Linked DNA regions of Mus musculus: region 1 is linked to region 2. A link is a contact called in public HiChIP or PLAC-seq data. All regions are on one chromosome and are shown on one strand. Each heading gives the region's core, a stretch centred on a gene start, on an enhancer-like site or on the middle of the called end of the contact. The rest is flanking DNA. Distances are from core to core; before and after follow the strand shown. Region 1 overlaps Ppt1 (palmitoyl-protein thioesterase 1). Region 2 has its middle 11 kb from the start of Exo5.

Region 1 (3,846 bases), core at 538-3,037, 1.9 Mb before region 2:
TCACTTGTGTAGCCTAGGTTGGTTTTGACCTCGCAGGCTATCTGTCTGAGCCTCTTGAATGCTAGAGCTATAGGCATGTGTCATCATGCATAACATAAAGATGTGTCTTGAGTTAGCTCATTTTAAAGGTCAATCCCAAGGGATGAGCTAATCCTAAAATTTTCCATATCTCTGGAACTTGTGTTTCCTTCCTTGAGTGTATCAGCCCTGAAAGTCCCTGTGCTGCCCCAATCATTCAAGGGTGAATACACAAGCCCCCTTCCCATGAAGCCTCCTAGTCTAGAAGGCACAGAACCAATTCATTGTATAGCACTGGGTCAGTAGACTTCTGTTGAGGCCAGATTATATCAACATGGTTGTGGCTACTCACTTGCCACCATGACACAAAAGGAGCAACAGAGTGTGTGAGAAGAGAGTAGGGCTTTTCTAATGAAAGGCTTGTATAGACATGGAAATTTGGCTTTCAAATAGTGTTCACAGATAAAATATTGTAAATGTTTTCTCTATATATGTAGAAATTCTGAGCTCACAGGCCATTCAAAAATATAGTGAAATTTGGCCCCTAGGCTGCCTTCCCCTCTTCCCCTGTGATCTGACAGTGTGGACAGAGCTTCAGTTTGTGGCTTCAAATGCAGAAGCAGCTGGCGGTTTCTCACACCTGTCATCCTGGCACTCAAGAGGGTGAGAAGGATCACTTTGGGTTCAAGGCTAGACCAAACTACGAGGACCCTTCCAAAAGGAGGGAACCAAAATCTGGGAGTAGGGATGGTGTCCTAGAGGAACGATGTATGTGGCCTGAACAAAGAACAGGAGTAGTCGGATGGAGAAGCCAGGGAGAAGCTCTCAAAAGACAAGGCATGTGAGAGAGGCTTAAGACATTCCAAGTACTAAAATAGAGGTGACGAAGCTGGAAAGATTGGTCATTCTGAATCAAGGCAGGCCCATAAGCCCTTCCTCCACAGAATGTAACCACATAACTTTTTCATAAATTTCTCGGTACAACTAGGGGATTGCAGCCGATTTGGTATCTCATTTATGGGACACCTTGTTCACAGGTGAAGGCTGGCTGTGAGACCAGGTTTTGCCCACAAAGCAGCTATGGTCAGAATCATTGACCTCCTACAATCTCTTGGTACTCTGTGGACATGTCTCACCTCAGAGTCGACAGGGTCCACAATGGAATCATTAAAGAATTTCACCATCACAAACTTCTTGAGGGCCATCAGGTTCTTCTTGTAGGACTCATTGACACACTGGAATTAGAGGGGACAGTCATGCAGGGTCACTATTGTCAAGTTCAGCCTTTCCTTAAAACCTGTCTGACTGGCATGTCATCAGCCATGGGCTGGGTTCTGTCCACTCTCTCTCTATATACCTTACTCATTTAGGTCATAGGCTTCAAACATGACAAAATAAGAAGAATTCTGGGTGGCGCTGGCATTTGATTCTGTCCTTTGTTCTGTTTGTTATCTGCTTCAACTTTTTTTTTTTTTTGCTTAAAACAACAAACACCCTCAAGCTGGCCATCATATAAAATGAACCGTTAAGTTTACCAGAATGTCCCAAACCATGCTCATGCCTGGGCACAGTCTATGCCCTTCCCTGAGTCTCTCAAGTAAGTCTTTTCTGAGAAAACCCGCTCTAAAGGGCCCCACCTGGAAGAATGTCGTTTGTGAAGACAGCAGCTGTAAATTTCCACATTGCCCAGCTTGCCACCTATTGTAATATGTCAACATAAAGGAAGGGGGGGGGGACTTCAGGGAGGAGGAGAGTCAGATGAGTTCCAGCCCAGCCACCCTGAAAGGAACTGAAACTCAGTGAGCACTGCCACACACAAACAAAACCCATGGTTCCTGGCTTCTGCTCAGGGTATTTTTTTGTAACTAGCCACTGCTGATTTCTGATGGCCAGAAAGGAAGGTCTAGCCATGGGAGCCTATTTGGGCTCTTACCCTCTCTTGATTTATGTCTGCCAAGAAGATGCTGTAGTTTCGGTACACACTCTCCTTGATAGGGTCATGCCAGTACTGTGCTTGCACCAGGCTGAGAAAGAGAAGGAATGAAGGTGACTGGGTGCTTTCAGTCAGTATGCCTGGAACATACTCCAGTGTCTAGGCAACCAAGAGACTTCAAAAGGATGAAAAACCAAAGCCTGAAGTCCCAGGTCTAACCTTCTAATAGGGAATACTTCTTAGACCTGTCAACAAAATATCTTGCTGGGAGAACGACAGGCCATTTGGCAGATACAGAAAGGCCGAAGAATTGGGGAAGAGATTCATCAATATTTGACCTTCTAATATGGTGGTCTAGGCTGTCCCTTCTCACAGTTCCACTTCTCCCACTCTCCTTTGCTTCCTCTTTATCCTATAAGACTCAGCCGCCTTTTGTCTCTTCCTCTCCATTGTTATCCTTTTCCTCGTCTTCCTCAGGCTGGAATGGAGGCTGAGCCAGCTCAGAGTGACTACCAGTTATCAGAATGACCCTTTCCAATCTGTTGATAAATGTGTTTGGAGCCAGATGTGGTGGTGGCTGCCTGTAGTAGCAGCACATGGGAGGTAGAGGCATAGGGTTCAGAAGTTCAAGGTTATCTTCAGCTACAGAGCAAGTCTGAGGTCAGTCTGGGCTAATATGAGACCCTGTCGTGAAAAAAAAAAAGTATTTGGAAGTCCTAAAATGTTTAACTTCACTGATACTTAAAAATTAAGGGCTAGGAGCTGAAGAAATGGCTCAGTGGTTAAGAGTACTGGCTGCTCCTCCAGAGGATCTGGGTTTGATCTCTCCCTACTCGCATGGTGGCTCACAACCATCTATAACTGCAGTTCCTGGGGATCCAGTGCCACTTTCTGGCTTCCTGGGCACCAGGCCTGCACATGGTGTGCATACATACATGCTAATAAAACACCCAAACAGAGAAGAAAAATATCTAGTATATAAATAAATAAAATTCAGGGTTAAAGGTATAGTTCCCAGATAATAGTATTTGTCTGACCTGCACACGACTCTGGGTTTGATCCTCAGCTCTGCAAACACAGATAGACTGTGAACACATATAAAATACTACCTACCATCAGTACTGCTGCTCACTACTTTCCCCCCATAGGATCCTAAGGCCCTTGATAAGACAGTAAGATACTCTATACTAAGGGTCTGCTAGCCCATACAGGGTGTGAGACAAGCTGTGCTAGAGGCTGGAGTGGTGAGAAGACTGCAGGGGGTGGGGGGTAAAAACATCACACAACTTTCCCGGGTGATTGATCATGGCTCGCTCAATAATGCAAAGTGACGGTGAGGAAAGTCTTTGGCCCCAGTCAAGCTGGGTCCAAATTTGTGACCCAGAATTTCAGTGGCCTAGAATTTCAGGAGGCCGATGACTAAGGATGAGCATGAAGCTGATCATCACCTAAGCTTTTGCCATCAAAATGAGACAGCTAAGAGGAGAGGACAGGAAGATACAGGGACATCCCACTGCAAGGAGCTTGATGTAAGTGGTACAGCCCAGAGGAGGCCTGAGGATAGGCAGAAGCAGAGGGGCCTGGGAGGAAGAGGAGGAGGAGGAGGGAGAGAGGAAGGGGGAGGGGGACGAGGTTTGTGAAACAGAAGGAGAACCAGTGTATACTCTCACTACTTACTTGTACCACTGAGAAGTAGATTGGGAAAGGCTAACTGATCTAAGTTATACTTTGGTGTTTTGAGACAGTTTCACTATGTAGCCCAGGATATACTCAAATAGATGCTCTTCCTGCCTCTGTGTCCCCAGTGTTAGGATTAACACTGTACAGGCATATACCACCACACTTGACTTTTTTGGTTTGTTTTATCAGGAAAGCTCTTGCTATGTAACTTTGAC
Region 2 (3,744 bases), core at 116-2,615:
TGCAGGGCAGGATGGGAAAGATCACTGAGACTAACGAAAACACCCAAAAGCTGCCTACCAGCCACAAGGTTTACTGAAGCTTAGGAAGTCTGTGGCCCACGCTGGACCAGTAGCGCTTTTCTTCTCAGCAATCCGTTTTTTATTGCCCTGCTCGCCACAGGAAGAGAGGCATTAAACTGCCCAAGCAGCCGCATCCTTGGTTTCCCAGCCTGCTTTGTCCTCGGATGACCAGCAATCTAAGGAACAGCTGACTTAGCCTGTGTGGGAAGTCGCTCTCCTCTTCTGATAAGGCTACTCCTCTGGCTCCCATGGAGGTAAGAGAGCTTCACCTCAACTGGACAGTCTGGCTTCACCCTGCCTGCCATTGTCCCCTTGACTGCCCGAAAACCTTGGGAACAGAAAGGGTACTTTAGGGACTTGGCGGTTAATGCCACTGCCTTGTTTTTCTCAAAGATCATACTTGGGGCTTCATGGGAAGAAGTTAAGTTACTGGAGCGTGTCCTTGAGGGGGTCTGTGGTATACCGGCCCTGTCCTCTCTGCTTTCTGACTGCCATGGACTCCTCGGCCAGGTACACTGCTGACCAAAGCAGCAGAGCCCTGAGAGTTGGGGCTGAAACCTCTGATGAGGAAAGCCAAAACAAATCTTCCTACTTTAAAACTGATGATCTCCGTGTTTTGCTACAGCTACAGAAAGCCATCTAGTGCAGTCACTTGAGCTCAATGTAATTCTCTGGAATAGGGTAGAAACAGCTTACTTCTGCTTTCTTAGAAGAGGCCACAGGAGGGACCAGGGTTGCGGCTCAGTTAGCAGATGCTTGCTTAGCCTCCAGCAAAGCCCTGGGTTTAATCTCCAGCATCATGGAAACCCCAAGCACTGTGGTACCTGCACTGGAGAGGCAGGGGCAGGAGGATCAGAAGTACAAGGCCACTGATGACGTCATAGTGAGTTAGAGCCAGCCTGGACTACATGAGACCCTTTCCCAAAATACAAAGCAAAAACAATTCACAGAGCATATGTGTTTAGACTGTAGAATGCCCTAAGTAGTATTTGACATGTAAATTCTAGGCCCTGATTAACCACTCCCACCCACTGAAACCTGTGTCCCCATCATGGGGACATAAATGCAAAGAATTGCTTATTTTATCTATTTTACTTGTATTCTTGTATTCAGTTTTTCCCAGTTTCTCTCATTATTGTTGAAATATGCTTAGCATATAATCTGCCTTTTTTTTTTCCTCAGGGAGATCTGGATCAAATCTTCATTATTTTCAGTGTCCAGGTCACTGGTGTTGGTGTACAGCTGTCTCTGTCTGTAATTCTGTCCATCTCACAAGAACCGAAACTCCCCTGTGGCATCACTTCCTGCTCCTCCCAGGTCCTAGCAAGTCACTTAGTGGGGTCACACTGCTCTTATCTTTTTGTGACTGGCTTACTTTACAGAGTATCCTTAATTCTCATTAGCACAGTCAAATGTGTCAGAACTTCCTGTTTCACAATGGGACAGAATTTTATTCTATGGGAAGCACACATCTGGCTTACCCATTCATCTGTCAATGGGCCCTTGGATTTTGCCCATGTTTTATATATTGTGACTGACACTACTGTGGAACCTGGATGTGCAAATGTCTCCTCGAAACCCCACTTTCAATTGTTTTGGGTATGAACCCAGAAAAAGTGTGGTCCCACGTTCCACCTCACTGCCCGGGTGTGTGAACTCTACTCAGGCAGAAGAACCATAGAACGCTAGGCTGTATTTTACCCTACACCGACAGCAGGTGATGGGCTTGCAGGAAGCTCCAATGCACTGCTCAAGGGGTAGGAGAATGCAGCCTAGGAGGGGACCTCAGCCAAGCTGAGGCTGAACGAAGAGTTGAGGAGTCGGGGGTTCCCAAGCTCCTGGGCATACAAACGGCCCTGGGCCTGTGAAGAGGTCAGGGGGTGGGGAGGGGGTGGGGGTATGGGAGAGGGAACTCAGGTTTAGCTTAGTGGCAACTGTCCAGGATGGAGGAGGGATCTTGTGCTGGAGACTCAGGCTGCAGCTCTGTGCAACAAAGGCTTCCTCCCTCCCTCCCTCCCTCCCTCCCTCCCTCCCTCCCTCCCTCCCTCCCTCCCTCCCTCCCTTCTTGATAAGAGAGGCAGTCCTTGGTTCCATTGATTATTCATCGTGGAGACTAGGGACATACCCTTTCCTCAGGGTGGACCAGAGATTTTGCATACCTTTTGCAGGAAGGAACTTAGTCTGGGAAGGGAAGCTTCATTGGCCAAACCCTCAGGGTCCATCTAGATACCTCATTAGCGTGCAGAACTTTGTGTTTTGTGCTAGGCCACGTTCTTCTGTGTGGAGTTGTGGTCACGTGTTCCAGGCCAGGAATCTGGTCAGGAGTAGGGAACTCCTACTGTCCTCAGGTGGATGCCAGCGGTTCTGAACCCACTCAACCTTACCAAGTTTCCTGGCACAGTCCACTGCCCCACAAAAAAGAATTATTGGACCTTTGGTCTTCTAATATTCTGAGTACCTGCCTGCCATACTCTATTGCTTTCAATTTCCACCCACAAAGCATCAGAGTTCCAATTTCTTTTAGTCCTTATAATGTTTATTGTTTTCCATGCATTGATATTGATAGTGGCCATCTCTATAGGTATGAAGCAGTGTCTCACGGTAACTTTGATTTACATTGCACTAATAATTAGTGGTGTTGGGCAAACACCACTAATTAGTGCACTGGCAAACATATTAGCCTATTTGTGTATCTTTGATTTTTTGGTTTTTTTGTTTTGCCTTTTTGTTGTTGTTGTTGTTGTTCTGTTTGAGACAAGATCTTGCTTATTTATTTATTTTAAGATAGAATTTCGCTGTGTAGCCCTAGCTGATCAGGAACTTACTCTGTAGACCAGGCTGGCCTCAGACTCAGACATCTGCCAGCTGATGCCTCCTGAGTGCTAGGATTAAAGGTGTGTACCACCATGCTCAGCTCCATTTTATTCTCTTGAGACTGGGTCTCTAACTGAACCTGGAACTCACTGGTTTTGGCTAGACTGGCTGGCCAGTAAGCTCCATCTCTCATATGTACAGTGTGTTACATGCGCTGCTTCCCCCATACACATAAGCAAATGTAAGAACATTTTAAAAAGATCTCTAAGGGGGACTGGAGTGACAGCTCAGCAGTTAAGAAACTGGATGCTCTTCTAGAGGGCAACAGTAAAGTATGTGCTGCAAATCTACAGACACAGACAAAATATGTATACACAGAATTGTAAAACTCTCTATGATAGTACCCAGCACTGGGGCACTGGATTATGGGCTGTCAGTCTAATCTTCCACCATATAAAACCACTCAATGCATACACAGCATAGGAGAAATTCAAGATCCCTCTGGGTCACTGACATTTCTCAGACACAGGTAAGGAAGGGACTTTTTATCAACAGTATTCATTTATTAGTATCATTCATTCAGGCACTCATTTTGCAGGGCTGAGGATTGAACCCAGGGCCTTCCATATGCTAGGCCAACATTCCACCATTGAGCTACATCCCTAACCACATGAGATAATTTTATAAAACCTACAAAAAAATATGGTTTTGTTGAAGGGATGATTTAAAAAAACACCCACAACAACAACAAAACCCAGAGTCTTACGTAGCCCAGGCTAGGTCAAACGTGCTATGAAACTCCTGATCTTCCAGCCTCTGCCTCCAGAGTGCTGGGATTACAGGTGTGCACTACCACACTCAGTCAGAGGA

The links. HiChIP or PLAC-seq counts read pairs in DNA pulled down with a chosen protein or histone mark.
Region 1: an SMC1A HiChIP or PLAC-seq map of large pre-B cells shows a contact between it and region 2, with 10 times the contacts expected there. The contact joins two enhancer-like sites. A contact is called at or near these places in 11 of 39 promoter capture datasets (the 3T3-L1 cell line, 3T3-L1-derived adipocytes, the C10 cell line and 7 more), 1 of 15 datasets of contacts at CTCF or cohesin (large pre-B cells) and 2 of 115 datasets of contacts at active chromatin or transcription factors (acute myeloid leukemia and large pre-B cells).

What each region holds. Positions count from the first base shown.
Region 1 is chr4:122,851,787-122,855,632 of GRCm38.p6, reverse strand. It overlaps Ppt1 (palmitoyl-protein thioesterase 1), which reads right to left. Exons shown (of 9, transcript NM_008917.3): 6 at 1,952-2,042; 7 at 1,155-1,253. Among named protein-coding and RNA genes, the nearest start is that of Ppt1, 17 kb to the right of the region's middle. Within about 2 kb of position 1,787, at least 83 of the 459 cell types and tissues checked have an H3K27ac peak or open chromatin away from gene starts, as enhancers often do. A contact at or near this core is called in acute myeloid leukemia and hematopoietic stem and progenitor cells, where this site is marked.
Region 2 is chr4:120,911,707-120,915,450 of GRCm38.p6, reverse strand. No RefSeq gene overlaps it. Among named protein-coding and RNA genes, the nearest start is that of Exo5, 11 kb to the left of the region's middle. Within about 2 kb of position 1,365, at least 65 of the 459 cell types and tissues checked have an H3K27ac peak or open chromatin away from gene starts, as enhancers often do. A contact at or near this core is called in acute myeloid leukemia and hematopoietic stem and progenitor cells, where this site is marked.